Regions from separate parts of the Sus scrofa genome. Here all the other regions are linked to region 1. Evidence: chromatin contacts called from public Hi-C and HiChIP or PLAC-seq data. All regions are on one chromosome and are shown on one strand. Each heading gives the region's core, a stretch centred on a gene start, on an enhancer-like site or on the middle of the called end of the contact. The rest is flanking DNA. Distances are from core to core; before and after follow the strand shown. Region 1 overlaps RUNX1 (runt related transcription factor 1). Region 2 has its middle 31 kb from the start of SETD4. Region 3 has its middle 120 kb from the start of SETD4.

Region 1 (4,980 bases), core at 1,330-3,829:
AGAAAACTTTTGCAAACTTAACTACGCCCGCCTTGGACTTTGGACTTGCTAATTCCTACAGGGCTGTTAAAGAAGGGGTGGAAGTGGGAAGCCCTGACAGTTTTCCTTGTCAGTTTATTTTCATTGACCCGAAGGTATAAAAGTATCTCTATTTTATTTCCTGATGCCTCCCTCGGAATGGTTTGGGTGTCAAGCCAGAGGCGGGGAGAGACGCCTGGGAGCAGACAGGCTTGTTTCTGCTGGGTTATAACTCCCCTTACTTTGGATCAAAGAGAAGGACCCCAGCCAAAGAGGTCCAACTGGTCCTCAGTGGACGTCTTTGGGGGCATCCTTTTTTTTTCCCCAGCCATCCCAAGAGGCCACCGCGGCTGGCTGAGGCGGGCCCCCCGGGGGTCGCCACGGCAACGCAGCATCCCCAGTCTCCCAAGCGCTGGGGGATGGACCACGGGCCTCAGCGCCGGCCCCTTTCTAGAACCCGGCCCCGCCTGCCTGGCTGCTGCCCTCCCGGATTGCCCCGGCCTCCACCGGCCTCCTGCCTGTCCTCCCGCCCGCCACCCTCTCCGGGCCGAGTACCTTGAAAGCGATGGGCAGGGTCTTGTTGCAGCGCCAGTGCGTGGGCAGCACAGAGCAGAGGAAGTTGGGACTGTCGGTGCGCACCAGCTCGCCGGGGTGGTCGGCCAGCACCTCCACCATGCTGCGGTCGCCGCTCCTCAGCTTGCCGGCCAGGGCGGCGCTGGCGTCCGGGGCGCCCAGCGGCAGCGCCTCGCTCATCTTGCCCGGGCTCAGCGCGGTGGAAGGCGGCGTGAAGCGGCGGCTCGTGCTGGCATCTACGGGGATACGCATCACAACAAGCCGATTGAGTTAGGACCCTGCAAATAGCTCCTACCAGACGGCGACAAGGGCGCGGATCTTCAGCAAGCAGTTCCCGGGAGACCAACATACAAGTTCAGGGGCCTTTATTGCTGCGGGGTAGCTGGGGGAGGGGGAGAGACTAAGTTACTAACAGTCCAGGATGGGGAAAGTTCTAGTTCTGCCGATTGGCCTCAGACCCCGGCAGGGCTCTTAACAGCCGACCGCTTAGTGCTTTAAAAAGTGGGCGACCAGAATCCAAAGTCAAGTGCCAAAGGAAGACTGTCTTCTGAGTCTTGGCTGTGCGAGTTTCCAGTTCAGTCTTTGGCTGTTACAAAAGTTCCTGGAGGCAAAATTCCCATACACTTCCTAAAATATTTATGCGGAGTGCACAAGAACCAGCAAACACATAATTTGTAAGTTCCAGTGGTTAATTGCCTGTCAGTTTTTTTTTCTTTTTCCAGATAAGTTTTGTCTAAAGTCAAACAACACAAAATACACAAGTGTCTTCCAAATACAGAGACACTTTTTATCATGCAAAACTAGCTTCCGTCCTCAAAGGCGAGAGCTGAGACTTCCAAAGGTCTTGCTTCTAATGTATGTGCACACATATATATAAATATATACATATGCTCTACTTCATAAAATATTTACAATACAATCTGTAGAGAATTTAAACACAACAGAAATCCATTAATGTTCGCTGCAGGGTTTTTGTTGTTTTTTAAGTAGCCTTGAAAATCAACTTCAGTAGTTGCAGAAGGGCTGTGCTAGAAGTACTTGTCATGTTCTCTCAATAAATTCTGGCAAAATGTTCAGTTCAGAAAATTATGCTTTTCAAAGAAAAGCTAATCTTAAAAAAAAAAAAAAATTCCAAGTCGATGACACTCAGGGTTCAGCTCTCCACATCTGAGAACTCGGGTTTGGGGATGTTGGTTAAGTTTGTGGCTGATCCTGTGGTTTGGTGGGAGTCGAGCAGAGGCCGAGTCACACGCACGCAGGCACGCACTCTTCGGAAGCCAGCCGCTGTCTACATCGACTCGTTGAGTCAGCCCCGACTTGGGCTGTAGCGAGGCAATCTTCCTCCAACGTAGCCCCAGCGCGGGCCAGTTAACTGCCTGGACGCGCTAATACCCACGATCACCGCGTAACCGCAGCAGGTGGAGAGGGCCCTGAGAGGAGGCTCCGCAGCGCAGATCGAAACAGACGGGGCGGCTCGAGTTACACAAGCACGCACACACTGCCACGCATTCCCAACTTCATCACTCGCCTCGAAGCACAGCGCACTTTCTCCAGCGGTTGTCAAAGAAAACAACCGGGGAAAAGTTCACAGCCAGGAAAGAAGTTGAACCATCCAGCCAAGAAACCAGTTCATTCAAAAGTAAGAAAGAAAGAAAGAAAGGGGGGAAAAAAATCGAAGCTCCAACGCGGGTCAAAAAGAAACAGCAAAGATTGATTTTCTTCTGGCGTCCCCAGGAGCCCCAAGAAGAGATGCCTGCCGGCGCAGGGCCGGGCAGCGTGGTGCCCTGGCTGGGTCCGGCCGCAGGGCGCCCGTCCCGCCTGCGCCCGCTGGCTCTATGAATGAGAGTGCCTGGAAATGAACGTGCTTTTACTGTAAGCCCGGCCCGAGGAATTCCATTCCCTCAGCTCGTTTGCATAGGGGCGGCCGCGGGCCAATCACAGGCCTTTCCGGTATCAGCCAGGGCGCGGCTCACGGCCGCGGGCTCCTGGAATTGGCCCGCGCGCCCCCGCTGCCGCCGCCGCGCGCTACTGTACGCAGCCAGGGTGGAGAGTCCACCGCCCCTCGCTCCCCGCGCGTATCTGCATCCACGCACACACACGCACACGCTCCCACGCTCGCCCGAGGCCCCGCCCCGGTGCGGACGGCGACCCTGCGGCTTTGCACACGCTCAGGGTTGCGCAGCTGCCAGATCTAGGGCTGTAGTGCGCGGCGGCGGCACTGGCGGCTGCGGTTCGGAGAGCGAGGTCGTGGAGAAAAGGAGGCCGGCCAGCCTAGGGAGGAATCGGGCCGCGCGCAGCGCCTGGAGCGACCCGGGCCGCAGATCTGCCGGAGGGAGGCGCTCCGCGAGCCATGGAGGGTGCGGGGCAGCGGCCGTCGCAAGCCTCCCAAAACCAGGCCGGAGCGCCCGGACGGCCCACGCCCTGCGCGGCAGCCCACTGCTGAGCCTTTACTTCCCCAACGTGGGTGGGATTCGGCCCCGAGGGGGCCAGGGAGCCGGAGGGCGGAAAGCCCAGCGGCCCAGCTCGGCGTGCCCCCACGGCCTGACTGGCAACTGCGGCGAATTGGAGCTGATTCATTTAGTGAGGCCAGGCGGTGTTGGTCTCCACAACATGGTTTTTGTGTTTTTTGAGTTTTATCTCTTGGTTTATTTGCTATAATTGGGCGTTTTTCGCCGCGGCTGGGCTGCGGCTTAATTACCCATTGCGCCGCACTCAGGCTGAGTGTGCTTAGCGGTCAGAAAAGACCCCCCAAAACAAGCAACCGAAAAGAAAGTTGAAAGCATCCGCTTGGCTCGCTCCCCGTTAACGGAGCGTCTGCTCCTTGGCTAGGCCCACGTCGCCCGCGCCCCGCACCCACCTCCCTCTCCCCGGAAACAGCCCCGGCTCCGCTCCCCGCCTCCGCCCGCGAGCTGCAGCGGGTGCTGAACCCACCCTGGCTTTGCGCGCTGGCGGGAACTTCCCCCGCTCCCGTCCCCCCGGCGCCACGGGCATTTTCGCAGAGCTTAGGGGGCCCCGCCCCCGCCCAGCCGCCGGGCTGCACCTTCCCCACAGAGCCCACCCCATCTCTCCCCCCGGGGGAGGGCGCTCACCCGCTCCCCCCTAGCACCGAGCCCTCCACGTCGACGTCCCTAGGCGGGGGTCCCTCCCTCCCTCCGCCTCTATCCCCTTGCCGGCCCGCGGCTGGGGTACTAGGGCGACGCCGCTGAGGACTCTCCTCGGGCTCCGCCGCTGGGGCCTGCAGGAGACCGGCGGCTGTAGCGGGCCATCCGAGGAGGCCTTTCCGGGCGCCGAAGTGACTTTCTTTGCTCCAGGCCCAGAGAGGCCGGGAGGGCTTCGCAGAGCGGCCTGGAGGCTCTGCGGGCTGCGGGCTCGGGGCGGACGCCAGGGGGCAGCAGGCCTCCTCGCTCGCCGCCTCGGGCTCCTCGCTGCCGCGCAGTGCGCTGGGGAACGCCCCCGACGGCGCGGGGTTCCGCTGGCCTTCTCGCGGCCTTTGGGTCTCTTCTGTAAGAACTTCAGTTGGGGAAGAAACGACAGGAAACGGGTGCTCTAGGCAGACTGCGCTGCTGCATGCCCGCCCCCGCTCTCCTGGCGGCGGCGCTGCGGGCCTGGGAACCCCTTACTCGGGCAGGGAGGTCCCGGACTTCCAGACTGAAGCGCATCTAGGTCTACCCGAAACCCCTTTGCCCGGCGCCGGCGTTGGCGTGTTCCAGGCCGTCGGTGCCGCATCCCGGGCGCCCTCGCCCAGCCTGAGACCATGACTCCGTCCGTCCAGTCTCGCTTCTCCCCACGTGGGCCGATCCCCTCGCTCCTCTTGCTCTAGGAAACATGGGACGCTCCGGATCTCCCAGCACCCAGACGCATTTTGTTTTAATGGGCCTGGGGTTTTAGAAAACTCCTTTGTATTTCTCTTTAGAGATTATTTTGAAGAAGCCCCATTTCAGGTGTAAAGATCCCAGACGTCCCACCTTGGCCGAGCAATTGCAAATAACTACTTAGTCACCAAACCTCCCCGTCTGCCGGCCCTCCTGCCCGGGGCCACCATCTCTGCGTCCCGGCTCGGGGCTGCCGGATCTGGAGGCGAGTTCGGGCAGAGTGAAACCTTTCTGCTTCGGCTCAAGTGCACTTTCCTAAGAACCGACCAAGAGCTCCTGGGGGCCGCCTTCCAGCACATCCCTGTAGCGCCCGGGGACGGGGTGGGGTGCGACTCGGGTGTGTGCAACAGGCAAAAATGGGCTCTGCTTGGGGAGATAGAGCGATCTGGGGTAATCTGCCGCTCGGAAAGGTCAGAGGAGGCTCAAGTGGGGCTGCGACCGTTTGCTTGAAACCCTAAACCCCGCGAGGGGCTGCGGGGCGCACCCCGCGCTGCGGTCTCCCGCGCGAGGATCAAGT
Region 2 (4,980 bases), core at 701-3,200, 1.1 Mb after region 1:
ACCAGAAGGCATCCAAATGCTCATGGCCAGGGTAGCGCAGCTGGCCATGGACCCTTGTGGTTGACAGGGAGCCTGGCCAGGACATGCCTCCAGAGTGGGAGGAGCCTGCCTTGAGGGACCACTTTCCCCTTCTTGCCCCTCTAGTAACACCTGTGGCCCTTTATGGGATGTGGTCTTCGTGGTGAACGGGAGGGGCTGTTAGACTGAAATCTGACTTCAAGAGGTGAAGCTTCGGGAGGGGGTTTAACCCACAGGGACTTCAGGGCGGGGCTTCTTTCTCCTCCAAGCTCTGTGGTGCCTGTGGTCAGTGAGGTCGCCCATTGTTAACACAAAAACAAAACAAACTCCTGCGAGGTGCCGGTCCCCACCCTATTCCCCAGGCTACTTATCTCTGGAGGCAGAAACAGGTGCAACTGACAAGCGATGGACTTGAACTCAGACACTCCTGGGGTCAAACCCCTACTGTATGATATGGGACAAGTCCCTGTCCCCTCCTGGCGTCCGCTTCTTCATCTCTGATAAAGACATAACACAGGTGTCCCGGAGCGACCATGAGATCAGATGAGAGATGAAACAAAAACAGAGGCAGGACCCAGGGATCCCCTTCTGCACCCCTTCTTGGGCTGCGGCCACCGATCCCCTTTCTCCTCCAATCACCTCACTCTCGCTTTCTGATCCATTCCTGGAAGAACACAGCTGGGGGTGTTCATTCAGGACCGTGTCTGGATCTTACCCTCTGGAAGGAGGAAGGTAGAAGCAGCAAGGGAACGTGGGATCTGATGCCATGTCCACAGCCCAGAGGCAGCTTCACCCACAAATAAGGGGTCAGAGCAGATCACCCCGAGGTCATATTCCACCCCAACCCTCTGAGCCACATGTGTTAGAGGCCCCGTGTCAGAGTCGCAAGACCGAGGGGCAGGACGGCCTCACACTTCACCTCCAGAGCCCTGGGACCAGCACCAGAGTGAGGCGCCTCCCCTCCTTGGGGTCCATAGGTCACTGGGGGGCTCACTGCAAACACACATTCCTGGCCCCACCTCCCAACCCCTGAGATTCTGATTGAACGGGTTTGGGCTAGATTCATGCAGCCTGGCTGTTGCTTTTTTTTTTTTTTTCCCTTTTCTTTTTAGGGCCGCACCCATGGCGTATAGAGGTTCCCAGGCTAGGGGTTGAATCGGAGCTGAAGCTGCTGGCCTATACCACAGTCACAGCAACACCGGATCCAAGTCACATCTGCAACCTACAGCACAGCTCACGGTAACACCAGATGCTCAACCCACTGAGCAAGACCAGGGATCAAACCTGTGTTCTTATGGACACTAGTCAGGTTCTTAACCCACTGAGCCACCACAGGAACTCCCAACCTGGCTGTTTCTGATGCCAGAGGCAGGGGATCCCATTTTGACAAGCATGCTCTTAATACGGCTCCACCTGCCTGTGATAGAAGGCAACCCCACTCCACATCAGTCCACCCTCACCTGCCGAATACCCCAGACCCCGTTACTTCCCTCTTTGGAGCCCCTTCCTCTGCTATCCAATGTGGCTAATAACACGCCCTTTCAGGGTCAGTCTGAAGACAGCTCCCTGGGCCCTGAGCCTGCTCTTCATGTATTAAGGAGTCACTGCCTGTCAAGAGCCAGCGGGGGTCCAGCCAGGAAGGAGAGGGTTTAAACAGCAGGATCGCAGTATACCAGCCCTCTGATGTTCTTCCAAGGACAACAGCCCCTTGGCCTTGGGCTACACTTCGATTTTGCACAGTCCTAATCACGTGATGTCAGGTGCCCTCCTAAGCCTGGCTGGGTCTTTCACAAACACAGGCATGGGTGCCTGAATCTTGAGGATTTGTGGGGTCTGGAAGGTGACCAAGGTCTGAATCCCAGCTGTACGACCTCAGCAGCAACGTAACCCTTCTGAACTTTTGTTTCCACATTTACAAAATCAAGGAAGTATTACCTCACAGAGGGTTGTCAGGATTAAGCAAGCTGATAACTGGGGCAGAGGGCCTGACACCATCAGGGTTTTAGGGTCGCCATCAGATTAAACTAGACCTGCTGGTGAAACAGTGTTAGCTGAGCATGAGAAGAGGGATAGACTTCTCCAATAGGCACTAAAAAATTTTTAAAAATTTTTAAATAAAAATTAAAAAAAACTCACTGCACACAGAAATCCCTAGGCTAAGGATCACACTCTAGCCCCAGCAGTAACACCATCAAATCCAGCCAGGCTACCAGGGAACTCCAAAAAATAGCTTTATTGAAAGAGAACTCACATGCTGTACCAGTCACCCTTTTAAAGTTATATAATTAAGAGTTCCCGGGAGTTCCCATTGTGGCTCAGTGGTTAACGAATCTGACTAGGAACCATGAGGGTACGAGTTCGATCCCTGGCCTTGCTCAGTGGGTTAAAGGATCTGGCGTTGCGGTGAGCTGTGGTGTGGGTCACAGACGCGGCTCGTATCCTGCGTTGTATGGCTCTGGCATAAGCCAGTGGCTACAGCTCCAATTAGACCCCTAGCCTGGGAACCTCCATATGCCGAGAGTGCAGCCCTAGAAAAGACAAAAAAAAAAAAAAAAAAAAAGAGTTCCCAGGGTGGCTCAGCGGTAACGAACCCAACTAGTATCCATGAGGATGCAGGTTCAATCCCTGGCCTCGCTCAGTGGATTAAGGATTTGGCATTGCCTTGAGCTATGGTATAGGTCACAGATGAAGCTGGGATCTGGCACTGCTTTGCTGTGACGTAGGCTGGCATCTGTAGCTCCAATTCAACCCCTATCCTGGGAACTTCCATATGCCATGGGTGCAGCCCTTAAAAAAAATGTTTTTTTAAGTACATGGAAGAGAAGAAAATGAAACAAGAAAATACCCCCTCAAGGAAAGGTTACAACAGAATGATAAAGACCTAGAGTGCCCTCAGCAGCCCTGGAGGTGAGAAGAAGCAGCCCTGGAGTGAGCAGATGGCACGCTGCTATGTGTACGGCTTTGGCAGGGATGCAGAAAAGTGCATCAGGCCTCCTTTTTCCCTCCTCATCTTCCTGCTCCCTGTAACTCACACATGACCTCCTAGATCTGTAAAACGAGACTCGCTTCCAAGTAAAGCAACATGGTGGCACTCCTGCCAAAGCTCTATGTTCAAGGTCAGCTGACAAATCAAAATAGGTTTTGTCATACTTTCCTCCTCGGGACAAAACTTACTGCCGAACACTAACCCATCACACAGATTGTAGTTGCTGTTTGCCCACTGGGGCGCTAAAATAAATTCCCCATTTCTGTACCCTGATGGCCCCTCTCAGTGGGGAGGGATCCAGGTGCTTCAGTGAAAGCCATTTTCACAGAATTACAGCTCTGATTTCCTAAAAGGTCATCATTACCAGTCTCCACTTTCAGGCAGAAAAGCACTTAAAAGTGCTTCAGTCCAGGAGGGCCTCCTCTCCTTCTAGCTTGAAAGAGGTGAGGAATGCCTCAGATCACTCTTGAACTTCTTGCTGTCTGTCCCCTCAGGCCAAGTCAGCAGTTGAGGTCTTACCACCCACAAACTCCCAGTACCAGAGACCAACAAGGGTGATGGGTTTGGAACCTCAGGCATGCCCAAAGCCTAGTAAAAAGAAAATTAAAAAAAAAAAAAAAAAAAAGGGAGGATGGCAGTGGGGAGAGGCTGGTAAATTAAAGAAGTGAATAGTGAGGCAGGTAAAAGACAGCACAGGCTTCCCCCCGTGTGGGCAGACAGAGGGTGCTGGCCGTCACCAAGACAGTCCAATGGAGGTGGTGACTGGCCTGCCTGGGGTGTACTCTGTGGGCCAGACTGTCCCACACGGAGCAGCGTGTTGCTGGCAAGGAGTCTGAATGCATTCACACACCAAGCACTGTCTGCAAACTGAAAGTCTTATGGTACTGTTTTCAAATCAGGGTAGATCTGTTATGAATAACTGTTCTCATTTGTAAACGAATAGTGGCTTCTTAATACCATCCATTTTTAAAACCCATGGACCACTAAAGCACAGCACTTACCACATGGGTCTGCAAAGATTTCCATGTTAAAGGTGGGCTTTAGTTTCAAAAGATGTAAAGCTGCTTCAAGTAAGAATCAGCATATTTAGGTCCCAAATATCCACCAATAGGGGACAGAAAAAATAAATGACGGAGTAGCCCAGGGTTAGCACCCCATGGCCCGTGGCCTGTCTGGGTAAATAAAGTTGTACAGGAACACAGCCCCAGACGTCTGCAGACCATCTATGGCTGCTGTGCAGTACAAGAGGGACAAAGACCATAGGGCCCAGAAAGCTTAAAATATTTAGTATTTGGTCCTTTACAGGAAAAAGTTGGTGGATGCCTGGTATAGTACATCATCAAACACACTGCAACTATTAAAAAATAAAGTCAGAGTTCCTGTCGCCGCGCAGCGGAAACGGACCCAACTAGGAACCATGAGGTTGTGGGTTGGATCCCTGGCCTCATTCAGTGGGTTAAGGGTTCATCATTGCGGTGAGCTGTGTTGTAGGCTGCAGCTCTAGCTTCGACTGGACCCCTCATCTGGGAACCTCCATATGCTGCAGGTGCAGCCCTAAAAAGCAAAAAATAAAAATAAAAAATAAAGTCAGCACCAACGATATACGTGAACAGAGAAAGATATTCAAAATACAGTAGTGAAGATGTTTTCATTTTTAACTCTGGCTCCAAGGTGAGTGGGTCCGTCCCTTGGCCTGCTCCTGTTGGACTCCACAAGGAATTCGCGTTCTGGGTAAGGATGAATACCCGGAGGGGGAAACAGGGGCTCTGTGCAACAGAAACATCGGGGCTGGGCCACCTGGCACAGTGGGGGTCAGCCCATCCCCAACCTGAGATCCCTGGCCTCCCCGTAACCTCCCGCCCCCCGCTCTCCCCGCCACGCCACGACGTATCCAGAGGCGGGGGAGGGGGCCCCCTCCCAGGCTAAAGATTTTGAGGTCCAAGGAGGATTTATTTCCCCTCCCGCCCCAGTTCTGA
Region 3 (4,980 bases), core at 1,289-3,788, 1.0 Mb after region 1:
AATCACAGCAGAAAGATAATGTTAAAAGATTTGTGCAGGAGTTCCATCATGGCACAGTGGAAACAAATCCAACTAGGAATGATGAGGTTGCAGGTTCATCCGGCTTCACTCAGTGGATTAGAATCCAGCGTTGCATGGCTGTGGTGTAGGTCACAGACGCGGTTGGATCTGGCATTGCTGTGGCTGTGGCGTAGGCCAGCAGCTATAGCGCCAATTCACCTAGCCTGGGGACTCCATATGCCACGGATGCAGCCTAAAAGTAAAAATAAAAATAAAAATAAATAAAGTAAAAGATTTGTGCATACGTAGGTTTAAAACACTTTCTGCCTTTCACCCAAATACTAAAACAGAACATTCCAGATTTTAGAAAGGAAATACATGTTTAATCTAATTTAATTTTTTAAAAAGGAATGCCATTTGAAAAACATTAAGAAGTGTTCTTGTATACCAAAAGCTGACTTTTAGAAATGAATTTATTTTTATTTCAAAAAGGCTTTAAAAATTAGTAGCCTTTTAATTCACATCAAGCTTTTAAAAAAAAATTAAAGAAGCTTTTCTCAATAGTAATTGTCACATTTCAAGCCCCACATTTGGATTTTTTTGAAAAGGGAATATCTGGTGAAAGAATGTGGAGTGTTACAAGAACCATGCGAAAAAGCTGCCCTTTAGATTCCAAATTCCAAATGGAGACAAACCTTGGCGTCTCAACAGCTTCTACATCTTAATGTCATCTTCTACATCTTCTACGTCTTCTGGATCTTAATGTCTCTACATTAAGCCCACCACGTTTGGAACAAAGGGTTTCTTTGAGTGATGGGCATCCTTGATAATGCACCGGTGAGAGTTCCCTTGCGGCAAAGCAGGCTAAGGATCCGTTATAGTCACTGCAGCAGCTCATTCAGCTCAGGTCACTGCTGTGGTGTGTGTTTGATCCTGGCCCAGGAATTTCCAAGTGCCTTGAGTTTGGCTATAATAATAATAACAATAGTGTACAGGTAGCTGCTCACGATTCTCTCCTAGTGACAAAAAGACCCTCTAAACGCTATGAAGCTGGGTAATTGAACCCAAGCAGCCGTGTTAAAACAGCAATCTTTTCTGACAGAAACTAGAGTTAAGCTTTCAGGAAATACTGTGTAAGGCAAGGAGAAAAACAGCTTATTTGCAAAACAGAACAATCTGAGTTTCCTACCCTAATGTTGTCTTCTGTGAAGCGATGCTGCCTGAGAAATACTTTCCAAATTTAGACACAATTCTAGTTTCAGAATCCCTGATCGGCCCTGAGTTTATAACAAAAAGGAATATCATTTGAAAGGATACAACAAATAAAAATGTAACCAAAAGGATGGAGAGTTCTTCTCTGAGGACGTTTGCATTTTGCTTCCATATCAAGAATACGTGAACTAATTATTTATACCTCAATAAAACTTTAAAAAAAGAATACATGTGTCCTCCTTTAATCCAATTACAGATATTTATTTTAAAGAATCAATCAGAGAGGTGGAAAATGCATATGTAAAAATATCTTTCAGCATCATTTCTGAAGTAAATTTGGAGCAACCTCAATCTCTGCCAATAGGAAAATGATTAAACAAGTGAAGCACGGGCAAAAGATGGGCTACTACGCTGCTGTTGAAAATTGGGTTTTTAAAGAGAATAATATGGGATATTATAAGGGAGTATTTCATAATATAATATAAATGCACAGGAGATGTAAATTATAAATTAACTGATGTAATTTTGTCTCTAAACGCTAAGAATATTATTTTCATGATACTCCTTTTTTCAAATTTTTACAGTGAAATGTATCATTCATATTGGAAGGTGGGGAATACGGCTATTCAAAGAAATGCATTTATCCAGAAGACTCCTTTTCAGTGTTCCTGTTTTACATGGATGTTAGTATGTCTAAGTGAAGCCTGCATGCCGCAACCCTCGCGCGTTCCCCGGCCCCGCAAGGCATTCTAGTCTGACTAGTCTGCACCCCAAGGGAAAGACTTACAGAAGTCCGGGAACGCTAATCTACTTTTCAGTTACTCTGATGATTAAGTTTGACCACAAAGCAGTGCCAGTAGAGTAGGTTTGTCTCTTCAACAACAGATGATTCCGCCCCCAAGAATCACAGATAAACAGTTCACAAATGCACTATCTCCTAAACACCGTCAGGGCTCCAGTGCTCGTGTGTTGACACAGAAAGTGCATCAAAGCTGTGTGTGCAAGTTGGCCTGTGGGCAAGAAAGAGAGGGAGAGAAGGAGGAGGAGGGAGGGGGGGGAAGTGAGGGGAGAAAGGGAGAGAGTGTTCACACCAGTGACTCAAGTCTGTGCTTGGCTAATTTAAAATTCGCTGACTCGAAAATGTTCCTAGCATCCAGGATAGGGTAGCTAAGCCCGACTCAAGGAGAATAGCCCTCTGTTCCTTCTTCCACTTTACACGAACATCACAGCTTTGTCTGACGCGTCTGTATACACAAGTCGTCTAGAGCACTTGAACTGGTGCCCAGCAAAAAGGGAGAACTGAGCCCTTCTTTCAACAGGATTCCGAGCCTTAGCTTCAGGCATTATCTGCAGGCAGGAACGCGTCTGCGTATTAATGTAGATCTAGCACGGATACGAGAGACATCTAGCGGCAGTTGGGTGAAACAGGGCAACATACAGACTACGGAGAGAAAGCAAGGCGTCCTTCATTTACAATTGTTTTATCTGATAATTATTATTAAATATCTAATGTATCAGGCACTAAGCTAAGTTTGAAGGGATACAGCAAACAAAGATAAAAAACAGAATTTTCAATAATTTGCATGACATTTGTATCAGAATTTTCCATAATGTATAAATATGTAAATATATTTGAAAATGTCTTTCTTTCTGTCATCTCTATTTATGAACGACAAAACAAAATCCCACATTCAAAACAGAACATCTCTCAAAGCAAGACCAAAATATTTGTTATCCAATGGTAAGACAATGATTTTCAAAAAGTTCTAGAAAATAAAAGCAAATGCTATATCAATAATTCCAAATTTGAGATACTTGCAAGATTGTTTTCTTTCTTTGATTTTTATAACAAGTTCACCCATTTCCTCTTAACCAGAAACTGAGTATTAGGAAATAGTGCTTTTTTTTTTTTTTTTAATGTCCACGGCCGCAGCATATGGAAGTTTCCAGGCCAGGGATTGAATCCAAGCCAAGGCTGTGCCATTCAGGCTGGGGATTGAACCATGTCTCTTCAGCAACCAGAGCCACTGCAGTAGGATTCTTAGCCCATGGCACCACATCAGGAACTCTAGAAATAGTACTTTTAAAGTGACTTTATATAAATCTTGTTCTGATTGTTATAGAAATTAATTTTATACCATCCTTTATGTTAATCAGTTCAAGCATTATGCTCACAAACTAACCAAAGGCAAATATAAAACTATAATACTCTGATTCAGGTCCATCAATAATTAGTATACAAAAAATTTTCTGTGCTAATAATAGGAAACTATCTCTCTGTGTGTATGCGTGTGCATGTGTGTTCATGTGTGTGCATGCATGTTTCATCCTTGACTTACCTCCCACCACTAAGAAATATCAATATGTGGAAATTCTAGGCTGCTTTTTACCTTTAGTTGTGTCCTAACGTATTGCATGTATAAAATGGCACACCATCGTATTTTCTTTCCTTTGTAAGAAAGGAAAAATACTTCAAACTCTGTCTTTTAAGCACCAGAGAGGTTTGTGCACAATTATAAGGAAGAAAAGTTGGTACCTTTCTTCCAGGCAGGAACGACGCCAACCCAAACCGCCAGATCTTATAAGGTCCATGCAAGTAAAGCAACTCAACTTAGAGTTTATCCTACTGAGGGGTTTTGGTGAATGAAAAATAGAGGATATGTCATTTATTTTATAAGCAAAGACTAAGAAACATTAAATTATTCTGTAAGTGCAATAAGTGAAATAAGCCTGTGTCTATATTATGTACATTTCAGGAGAAGACATAGTGACGGCAGTGAGAGAGTCTGGAAAAAAAAGACAGAGTATGAAACCAATCTTCATCTTATCATTTGCTCCATGGCCTTAGTACCTCAGAACGTGTCTTTATCTGGAGATGGGTCTTTACAGAGTCATAATGTTAAATGAGGTCACTAGGGTGGGCCCCAATGCAATGCAACTGTGTCCTTCAAAGAAGGAGATATTTGAACACAGAAAGAGGCAAACTCAGAGGGAAGATGATGTGAAGAGAGAAAAGGAGAAGATGACCAGCTACAAACCAAGAAGAGCGCCTGGTACAGAAGCTTCCCTCATGGCACTCCATAGAGCCAGCACTGCTGACACTTTGACCTTGAACTTCCAACCACCAAAAGTGGTAAAGAATGCATTTCTAGGAGTTCCCATCGTGGTTCACTGAAACAACCCTACTAGAATCCATGAGGATGCGGGTTTGATCCCTGGCCTTGCTCAGTGGGCTAAAGGATCTGGCATTGCTGTGAGCTGTGGTGTAGCCCTGCAGCTGTAGCTCCAGTTCAACCCCTAGCCTGGGAAATTCCATATGTGCTACAAAAAGCAAAAAAATCAAAAAAGAAATGTGTTTCTATTGTTTAAGCACCCAGCTTGTGATACTTTGTTACAGCAGCCATAGGAAACTAATACAGACCTTGGTATCAGGAGTGGAGTGACTTAACTCAGAAACTAACTGGCAAAGAACTGAGAGGCATGAGATACACAGTGAGCTGACATGACTTAGACAGTGGGCAAGCAGGGAAACCTGCTCCCAGATGACCAGCAGACTCTTAGGCTTGGCCATAATTGGAGGGGGCGGGGTTGGTCAATGTGCTCTGAGCACTGAGGGTCACCTGCACAGATAGCCAGGGGCAGCCCTTACTGTCCCCATCCCCCTCAGTGCCCCAGCCATCCCAGCTGGGGGCAAGCCATCCCCTGGTTCTGACCTCTCCATGTCTGCCCTCTTCTGTGTCTCCTTCATGTTCAGAGTCCTCTTGACTG

What was found. A called contact is a pair of places that touch in the nucleus more often than the background predicts. HiChIP or PLAC-seq counts read pairs in DNA pulled down with a chosen protein or histone mark.
Region 2: an H3K27ac HiChIP or PLAC-seq map of alveolar macrophages shows a contact between it and region 1. The contact joins two enhancer-like sites. A contact is called at or near these places in 1 of 47 Hi-C or Micro-C datasets (embryonic fibroblasts) and 1 of 2 datasets of contacts at active chromatin or transcription factors (alveolar macrophages).
Region 3: a Hi-C map of embryonic fibroblasts shows a contact between it and region 1, with 5 times the contacts expected there. The contact joins two enhancer-like sites. A contact is called at or near these places in 8 of 47 Hi-C or Micro-C datasets (alveolar macrophages, embryonic fibroblasts, epiblast stem cells and 4 more) and 2 of 2 datasets of contacts at active chromatin or transcription factors (alveolar macrophages and skeletal muscle).

The regions. Positions count from the first base shown.
Region 1 is chr13:198,467,567-198,472,546 of Sscrofa11.1, forward strand. It overlaps RUNX1 (runt related transcription factor 1), which reads right to left. Exons shown (of 8, transcript NM_001246252.1): 3 at 574-827. Among named protein-coding and RNA genes, the nearest start is that of RUNX1, 170 kb to the right of the region's middle. Within about 2 kb of position 2,580, at least 71 of the 83 cell types and tissues checked have an H3K27ac peak or open chromatin away from gene starts, as enhancers often do. A contact at or near this core is called in alveolar macrophages, embryonic fibroblasts, retroperitoneal adipose tissue and 1 more, where this site is marked.
Region 2 is chr13:199,556,726-199,561,705 of Sscrofa11.1, forward strand. No RefSeq gene overlaps it. Among named protein-coding and RNA genes, the nearest start is that of SETD4, 31 kb to the right of the region's middle. Within about 2 kb of position 1,951, at least 1 of the 83 cell types and tissues checked has an H3K27ac peak or open chromatin away from gene starts, as enhancers often do. A contact at or near this core is called in alveolar macrophages, where this site is marked.
Region 3 is chr13:199,470,848-199,475,827 of Sscrofa11.1, forward strand. No RefSeq gene overlaps it. Among named protein-coding and RNA genes, the nearest start is that of SETD4, 120 kb to the right of the region's middle. Within about 2 kb of position 2,539, at least 17 of the 83 cell types and tissues checked have an H3K27ac peak or open chromatin away from gene starts, as enhancers often do. A contact at or near this core is called in alveolar macrophages, embryonic fibroblasts, retroperitoneal adipose tissue and 1 more, where this site is marked.